Linked DNA regions of Macaca mulatta: region 1 is linked to region 2. Evidence: chromatin contacts called from public Hi-C data. All regions are on one chromosome and are shown on one strand. Each heading gives the region's core, a stretch centred on a gene start, on an enhancer-like site or on the middle of the called end of the contact. The rest is flanking DNA. Distances are from core to core; before and after follow the strand shown.

Region 1 (4,549 bases), core at 1,050-3,549, 50 kb after region 2:
GCTTCGATACCTTTCTTTTTTTTTTTTTTTTTTTTTTTGAGACGGAGTCTCGCTCTGTCGCCCAGACTGGAGTGCAGTGGCGCGATCTCGGCTCACTGCAAGCTCCGCCTCCCGGGTTCACGCCATTCTCCTGCCTCAGCCTCCGGAGTAGCTGGGACTACAGGCGCCCGCCACCACGCCCGGCTAATTTCTTTTTGTATTTTTAGTAGAGACGGGGTTTCACCGTGTTAGCCAGGATGGTCTCGATCTCCTGACCTCGTGATCCGCCTGCCTCGGCCTCCCAAAGTGCTGGGATTACAGGCTTGAGCCACCGCGCCCGCCCGATACCTTTCTTTTGGTAAGAAAATTACCCTCTTTATACACGCAGAGCACTGCAAGGACAGACACGAGAGTCTCACAGGGGCTGGCCCTCAGCATTGGTTCCCTGTGGGGCGAGCAACTAAACTAGAATAAAGCACGAGGGCTCTCGGTCCCGGAAGAACAGGCTTCTTTCATTTTAGGACATTAGGCTCTTTTAGCTTCTTTTCCTTTCTTTCCTTTTTTTTTTTTTTTTTTTAAACCATACTACTTAGAAGAGTGTGAAGCCCAGGTCTCTGTCTCACTTCCCCTTTGTGTTCCCGGGCCTGGCACAGGTGAGGGACATAATGAATTAAGGAATCTCCCCTCTCAGGGTCCTGCGTGGCACCCATCAGCATCAGGGCCTCTGACCCCAAGTGGGTGAGAGTCAGTGCAACCCCCTCCGCCCCCGCCTGCCTGAGCGCAGGGCCTGCCGCGAAGAGAGCAGAGTTGTGAAACGGAGACTCAGTTTACCCAAGGTGGAATCTCAAGCACGTCAACATGGGGGCTGGGGAAGAGATGGGACATTTCCGCGGCGACAGAGCCCAGAGGCACTTAAGAAATCTTAGTTTTTGTCCCCTCCTTAGAAACACATTGGGGACAGGTTTCCTGTGTTCCAAGTAATTTAATTGCCATGGCTCCTGAAAGGCTGGAGCGGTTTCCTTTTCAGAGGCTGTGGGTGCCTCTGAAAAGGAAAGTCATAGGCAGTATCAGTCTTGCCCATCTTCTCCACTGCTGTGTGTCCAGCGTCTGAAAGCATGAGGGCACACAGTAGGCGGTGAGGAGCGGACGAACTGCCATCGGCGACCGCTGGGTACCTCCCCAGTGCAGGGAACAAAACCCGCCTCCAGACAAGAAGACCCTGCAGGCCTCCCGCACCCTGTAATTTGGATGTCCAGGAATCGCCTTTGTTGTGGGCGCCCAACCTCAGGCAAAGCGAGCACCTGCTCCTCCCGCCGGTCCTCGCAGGAGGACCCCAGGCTGCTGCGCTCCGGCTGCCTCTCACAGTCCCTGCGCTCCGCTTCTCGGGAGCTGGGAGCCCGGGGGCGCCGCGGGACCTGCAGCCAGGGTCCGCCCAGCGCTTCTCAGCCGTGGTAACGCGCCTCCCCAGATGTCCGACACCCCGCCCGGGGCCAGCATTCTTCGCTTCCTAGGGCCGGGACAGGGGTCTGGGGCTGCGTCAGGGGCTCGTCAGGCACCCCCAGGCCTGCGGGGGCAGGATCCTGAGTCACCGCCGCGCACGCCCTCTCCTCCCGGCTTCTAACCTGGGGCCACCTCCGCCCCGCAGGGTCGGGACCCGGCGCAGCCGGCTCTCCGCGGGTATGCTGTGCGCCCCTCTCCCCAGCCCGAGTCACTGCGGCGGCCGCCCCCACCCCTGGCTGGCTCGGGGGAGCCTCGCCTGTCCGCCCCTCCCATGAGAAGCTCGAGCTCTCAGCGCTCCCGGGCGGCTCCCGCGGGAGGGGGCGCGGCCGCCCCCACGGCTCCACCCTCTCGGCGGGGCCGCAGCCATCTGGGGCCCCTGCCAGTAGCGGCCGCTCCGGGGCCCGCACCGAGCTCGCGACCCGCTTGCGCGGCGGGAGGCAGCCCCGGGCAGGGACCCCGGCCTCCCCAGCGGGCGCTCCCGGCGCTGAGATACCCCGAGGGGGCGGTGGCCGCGAGCCGAGCCCGGGTGGAAGCGCGTCGCAGGGGACGCGGGCACCCCTCGCCACCTCGGTGACCCTTCGGGAGCCGGGACCGGAGCCCCGGAGGCGGCGGTGCGGGCCCGCGGGGGCGGCGAGGTCCGTGCCCCTAGCGTCCGGACCCGGCGCAGGCTGCTGAGCCTCGGCTGGGCTCGTCGCCTCCCGCCTTTCCCCCCAGCCCCCCGCGAGCTGGCAGGAGGAAATAGCGCGCGGCCCCTTTAAATTTACCCAGGAGCCCTTAAAGGAGCCCCAGGGGCCCCAGACAGGAATCCCCACCCCGGTCCAGCCCGCGCCGCCGAGCGAGCAGCCTGCCGTCCGTGCGGCCGGCCGCCCCGTGCATGCGCCCCGCGCCCCGGGGCCCCGCGCAGCAAGCGCTCCGCGCGGGCTGCCGCCAGCCCCGCGGCCCCGCGCCCCGCCGCCCCGGGGCCCCGCTCCGCAGCGCAGCGCATGGAGCCCGGTGGGGACCACCGGAGCCGGAGCAGCGGCGGCAGGGGCGGCCCCGGGCCAGCAGTGGCCTCGGCACGGGGCCGACGGCTGCCGCCCGCCGGATCGAGCGGCAGCGCGGAGCCGGAAGAAGACGAAGGCGGTAAGAGCTGGGGCCGGCGGCCCGGGCGGGGGCCCCGGCGTGGGGGAGGGGAGGGCTGCGGCTCGGGGCCCCTCTCCGCCGCCGAACAAAGCGGGGGACGCGGGCAGGGCGGCCGGGGGCGCCACCTGGTGGGCGCGGAGCGCGGCTGCAGGGCTGGCGGGGGAGTCCCCCGCCCAGCTACCGGGGTCGGCCCGCGGGGCTTGGGCGGCTCGCCTCCCCCTTAAAGGGCCCCGCGGCCGACCGCAGCGCCCCGCCTTGGGGGCCAGGCCCGAGGGGCCCCACTGGGCAGGGCGCCACGGAGCGAGGCTTGTGGACTTGCGGCCCCCGCCCCTTTCTCTTTCAGACTCCCAGGTTGTCTCTCTAATCGGGCTGTCTCTTAAAAGTCCATCCAGACCCTGGGTCCCCTTCGGGGGCTTTTCCCCAGCGGAGCTGAGCTCAGCTCCGAACTCTGCTGTTGTAAATCGGGCTGCTCCTCTCGTCTCGTGGCCTTGTGAGAGACATGCACCCTTTTTCTTTTCTCCCACGTTCTCCCTAGGAAAGTGCATCGCTTGCGCCCAGGGGGCTCACACCATCTTTTCCCACCGCGGGCAGTTTTTAAAGCGATGGGTTCGCCCACAAAGGCAGACAGACACCCCTCTAGCCCGTGCATTCTCCCTTCCCTTCTTTTCAGAATTTTTTTTGCCCTAATTTGTCAGCTCTAGCGGAACCAGCCAGTTTTCCTCGTTCGCTCTCAAAGGAGACTGTTTACTCATTTCCCGGCTGCAGGGTCACGCCTTAAGACCCTTGAAGGTTTCCTTCAGGCCAGGGAGACTCAGCCCGAATCTCCAGGCTCCGCTCCCGGTCTCTCCCCTCCCAGAAACGCCCCATCCCCTTTTGTTTTTAAAGAACCTCGGCTCCTCCCCCTTTTTCGGCTCTTAAAGGGCCAATCCACCTTAGGCTAGCCTGGATCCAGCGCTGGAAGAAGGATGCTTAGAGACCAGCCAGCTAGCCAGTGTCTTTGCAGACAAAGAAGCCCAGGCCCAGAGGGTGGACATGACCTATCAAAGGTCACAGAGCAAGTTACCAGTGAAGCCAGGACTTGAACCCAAGCCTATGACTCCAAAGCCAGTAGATTCTATGGATCTACTTAAATAAAAACTAAAATAAAAAAAACTTCCACAAGGGTGACAGGAGCCCTTTCTGATCCTGTCTTTTGTTTTCCCAACCCTGTGATTCTCCACTGGGAGAATGACCAGAACCTGCTTGTGTGCCCAGGAGACCATTTTTCTAAATCAAGAGGGGTGGGAACTGTAGGGAGGGTAGGGGACTGCTCTGGGTGGGTGTCTGACACAGGGAACGCCATTGGGTTAGTGGGGCCTCTCCAGTGCCCGCCCTTCTGACTGCTGGGCAGTGGCCAGCTCCCTGCCAGAGCAGCAAATAAAGCCCCAGAAAGACTTAATGGGCTTCAGTGGATGGTGGCCACTCCCTGCCGCAGTGTCATTAGTTGCCACTGGTGGCCCTCCTCCTATCCCTTTTCAGGGTCATTGGCTCCTCCAGAATCTGGAGAAGTTTTGGTCTCAGAAACTCCTTTCCCTGGAGATGTTGGCAGCTTTGTCTTAGGGATCCCTCCCATCTGGGGGCCTAGATTTGGGGAACTGACAAGGCCTAGCCCATCCCCAAAATGGGACTCTCAGGAGGCTGTATTTGAAGCATTACTGGCAAAAGGGAGAAGACTTGTGGGTGGGGCCCTCCTGGCGGGGGCCCCAGGCGGGTGGGTCCCGTATGCAGCCCTGGCTGCAGACAGATGCCCCCTTTGTTTGTCTGGCCCCACTGCCTGCTCTGCTCTGGCTGGAACCGCCCTGGCCTGCTGCTCTCCCGGCTTTCTCCCTACAGCTCTTGTCCAGAAAGGGCACCTTACAGAGCTGGCTGGCTCCTTGGCCCTCACCTTATTTTTTAAAAAGTCAGAGCT
Region 2 (4,128 bases), core at 1,007-3,506:
GACTCGGTTTCCAACCTGCCATCACTGGAGTTTCCCAGGACTCAGTTCTTACACACTTCTCTACTTCCCTCTCATCCCACTGTCTGCCTGCTGGCAATTTCCGTTTACGCCACTAGCCAGATACTCCCAGGAAATCTAGGCTCATGTATCTGACTGCTTAGTTGACCTCTCCACTTGAATATGTCATAAATAGGCATCTCAAACTTAATTATATTCAAACTTTCATTCCCAGTTTCCCATGAGCACCGCAGCCTTCCCCATCTCAGAAAATGGGAAGGCTGTTCCTCCAGTTGCTCAGGCCAAAAACCTTGAATTCAATCTTTCTTCCACTCTCCACTGAAATCTTTCCAGCAGCTTGTGCTGCCGGACCTTTGCACTTGCTATTCGGCCTGAAATGCTCTTCCTGCAGATACCTGCAAGGTTGGCATCCTCACTTCCTTTGGGTCTGTGCTCAAAATTCACCTTATTAGAGAACACTTTCTGAACCACTCGATATATCCAATTAAACACCCATTCCCCCTTTCTCCTTGTCCTGCTTCAGTGATCTCTGAACCATTTATTGCCACCCAACATACTATACATGAACCTATTTCTCTGTCTTTAGCCATTGGTATATATATGTTCTTCAAGAGTAAGGTTTCAGCTGCTCTGTTTACTGCTACTACTTCCCAGCCTAAAAACACTAGCCTAAACAGCCTAAAGTAGACGTCCAGTGAATATTGGTTGAATGAATTCACCTGTCTATTCCCACCCTAACAGTGGGGGTAAGGCCACCCTTGCAGGGTTGAGAGGATTAACTGAGACAGCCTCTGACAATGCCCAGTGAACACTCAGCAAATATTAGCAGAAGTAGGAAAACAACCTGTCTTTTGGACTACATGCTCCGAGAAGGGAGGTGACCTTTATTTCCCTCATGAATTTTATAACCCTTCCAGTTCCAAAAAGGATGAGAGGCAGTGCAGACAGACATCATTCTGTTCGGCTGAGGTTCAATGAATGGCCTTGCTGCTCTCAACCTCTTCTGGGTACTGTCCCCCCAAAGAAAAGGCGGGTGGGAGAATGGAAAGATATTTGCATTTTCATGCATATTAAGTCTCCCACAAAGATGGCTCTTTGTTTTCTTATGGTTTGCAAGTTCCTGAGGACTAGAAATCGGCGAAGGGGGAGGGGAGAGCGAGTGTTCTCAGACTGTTCTTCCCATCCCCTCCCAAAGCTAATCTCATTCTAGCACTGCACTGCTTTTCCAAACTAGCTGTTGTATGCAGTCCCATTCATCCCTTCTCTCCAGAACCTGACACCTGTGGCTCCTGCAAGTGGAAGGCCCGGGAATGGGGATGAAGCGGGGTGGTGGGCAGGAAAGTCATGCTCGGGGAGTCCTTAAAATTCTCCTGGAGGTCGGCAGCGGCGCCCGCCTGTAGCCTCGGGCCTATAGGCTTCGCCGCCCCTCGGCCTAGAACACAGCCCGGCCGTTGTGCTTGCGTGAGACGGCGGCCTCAACCACCCAGCGCCTCTGGGGATCCGGCCTCCGGTGCTGGGCCCGGGAGAGGGGGCGCCTGGGCACCGGAAGATCCGGAGCGTGCGGGGCGTGGATCGAAGTCTCCAGACCCTGGGCGGGGGAAAGGGGGAGGGAGGGGAAAATCGGGGAGGCCTGAGCTTCCAAACCATGGTGGGGGAGGTGCAAGAGCGCGTCCTGGACCCAGATCCGAGAGGGAAGCCTGGGCCCCAGGATGAAGGGGATGAGAAGGTGCCCGGGTCGCGGACCCGACTGGGGAGGGACGGCCCCGGCCCCGCACCGTGACGCGGAAGTGGGATCCCCTCCATCCTCACCTCTGAGCATCGGCTCGGGCCGCGGAATTACGGCCACCACCATGGCCTCCTCCTCGTCCTCCCCTTCCTCGCATTTGAGCGTCACCTCGAAGCAGTCGAGTGCGGCGCCCTCGGCCTTTAGGGCCATGGTGCGGCCGTGGGCGATAGCGGTGGCCGGAGAACTGGCGCGCAGGCTTCGCCGCGTAGCCGGCAACCGCCTCCCGCCTCCTGGCCGGAACAACGCCGGGCCCGCTGCCCGCTCCGCGCAGCCCCCTCCCCGCCACCTGCCCGCCTGCCGCTCGCCGGCCGGCGCTGCGACCGGCGCGTCCGGGCCTCCCCGAGACCTCGGCGCGTCGGGAGCCCGGGCGGGGAGGGCTCAATCCGGGGCCCCTGCCCCCCGCCGCTCCCTTTTATGGAGGCTCATTGTCGGCGCCCGCCCGGCCGGCCAGCCGCGGACCCGCCCCCGATCCCGCGCGACCAATCGCGCGTGGCCCCGCCCCGGGCACGCGGCCCCGTTGGAATCCCTCGACCCAGGAGGCGGCGGGAAGGGCCGAGCGGACCCGGGGCCGCCCAGTGCGCGGAGGCAGAGGGGCCCCCAAAACCCGCACCGCGGACGTCTTAGTCGACTGGCCAAGCCCGGGGGTTTCCCTCCGTTCAGAAGTCAGTTGGGCGTTTCTGCTGGCGTGGAGAGCGCTACCAGGTGCCCCCGGATTTTGATCCGGAGTCGCTTTTGCCTTTCCGTGGACAAGCCTTCCTCCGCCAGCAGATGCCCCGGGCAGGAAGAGAAGCGGTGGGGGAGTGGAAAGGGCCTTGGTATGGAAGCGTAGAGACGAATTCCTTCTCATGTGCCGGCTCTGTGGCCATGGGCACATTATCTGTTTTATTAGACCGGCTCATCGTTTCTTTCAAAAAGCATTTCGGACCTTTCTGGGAAGGCAAAGAAGAGGAGCGGAGTGGACTGTGAGCGGACATAAACCACCCAGATGGGTATGATTTCCATTTTTTACACGTGAGTCCAGAGATTTTGTGACCCTCTCCAAGGACATACAGCAATCCCTTGAGAGCCCCAAGACCAGAGTCCAGTTGCCATGACATTGCTTCCCTATAACCACACTCTGGGTGAGCTTTTACTTCTGTGACATGGAATGTGCATCTCCCTCTTCTATAGCAACCCTCATGAGATTTCAGCTCAGAAAATGCAAAATGTCTGACACTGAAAAAACATCTTCAAATGTCGTTATATCAAACCAGACACAGTAGTATTCAGAATCGCGTAGTAGGATGGGGGTATGAGAAGAGGTGTGAACTAGTCTATATGGATTGCAGTCAATTTTTTTTATTATTATTATTTTGAGACAGAATCTCCCTCTGTCACCAGGTTGGAGTGCAGTGGCGCCATCTTGGCTCACCACAACCTCCGCCTCCCGGATTCAAGCGATTCTCCTGCCTCTGCCTCCCGGGTAGCTGGGACTGCAGGTACGTGCAACCACGCCCGGCTAATTTTTGTATTTTTAGTAGAGACGGGGTTTCACCATGTTGACCAGGATGGTCTCGATCTCTTGACCTCCTGATCCGCCCGCCTCGGTCAAAGTGGGATTACAGGCCTGAGCCACCGCGGCCGGCCTTGCTGTCTATTTTTAAGGGAATTATTTTGTTGTGTGCAAGTGTATCCGGTATTTTAAAGGTTTTACAATAGAGGTTTTACCAAGCCTGTTTATTTCTACTGAATAGTCATCCTCTACAGTTTGCTACAGATCCCTTCCGTTCCTCTTTGCTCTGCTAGATTGCAGTGGGCTGAGTCTTGTAGGGGGCAGTTTCTCAGGCTCCCAGAGCATCTGGCTTCAGGCCTCCCTCGGTTTAGCCAATGGGAGGCAGTGGCAGTAAGAAGAGAAGGCAGGAGGAAAGAAAAAACCAGGGTATTTCTTCTCTTTCTCTCTCTTGCTCAGGCTCAGATGACATCTCCAGCAGCAGATGAGGCCTCTGTGGCTCCAGCTCATGGATAGGTAGCTGTGGTCCCAACATCCGTAGGGTGATCCATGCCCCTGGGCTCTATTCAGTCGGCCTCCTCTTTTTGTCCCTGCAGGTTAGGAGTCGTGGGCAGCTTCTTGCTTTTGCTAATCTCTCTCTGTCCCCTGCTGGGCTTTCCAGACCTCCCATTACCCCTGTTAATCATGTCACCAAAACCCTGCATTACATTCTCTCTGTTTTCAATACTTAAAGTGGTTCCCTCCTGGTGGAGCCCAGTGGCTCACACCTGTAATCCCAGCAGTTTGGGAGGCTGAGGCAGATGGCTCACTTGAGGTCAGGAGTTCGAGACCAGCC

Evidence for each region. A called contact is a pair of places that touch in the nucleus more often than the background predicts.
Region 1: a contact with region 2 is called in a Hi-C map of liver, with 2.8 times the contacts expected there. The contact joins the promoter of ZFTA here to the promoter of SPINDOC in region 2. A contact is called at or near these places in 3 of 14 Hi-C or Micro-C datasets (cortical neurons, fetal cortex germinal zone and liver).

Annotation. Positions count from the first base shown.
Region 1 is chr14:10,653,143-10,657,691 of T2T-MMU8v2.0, forward strand. It overlaps ZFTA (zinc finger translocation associated), which reads left to right and starts at 2,300. Exons shown (of 5, transcript XM_028833319.2): 1 at 2,300-2,601. The coding sequence starts at 2,463. All of the region lies in intron 4 of RTN3 (reticulon 3), which reads right to left. It overlaps LOC144334171 (a long non-coding RNA gene), which reads left to right. Exons shown (of 4, transcript XR_013403675.1): 4 at 207-814. It also overlaps a transcript of SPINDOC not described here.
Region 2 is chr14:10,603,644-10,607,771 of T2T-MMU8v2.0, forward strand. SPINDOC (spindlin interactor and repressor of chromatin binding) reads right to left here and starts at 2,257. Exons shown (of 6, transcript NM_001194689.3): 1 at 1,828-2,257. The coding sequence starts at 1,954. It overlaps LOC144334171 (a long non-coding RNA gene), which reads left to right and starts at 2,349. Exons shown (of 4, transcript XR_013403675.1): 1 at 2,349-2,793; 2 at 3,185-3,282; 3 at 3,753-3,809.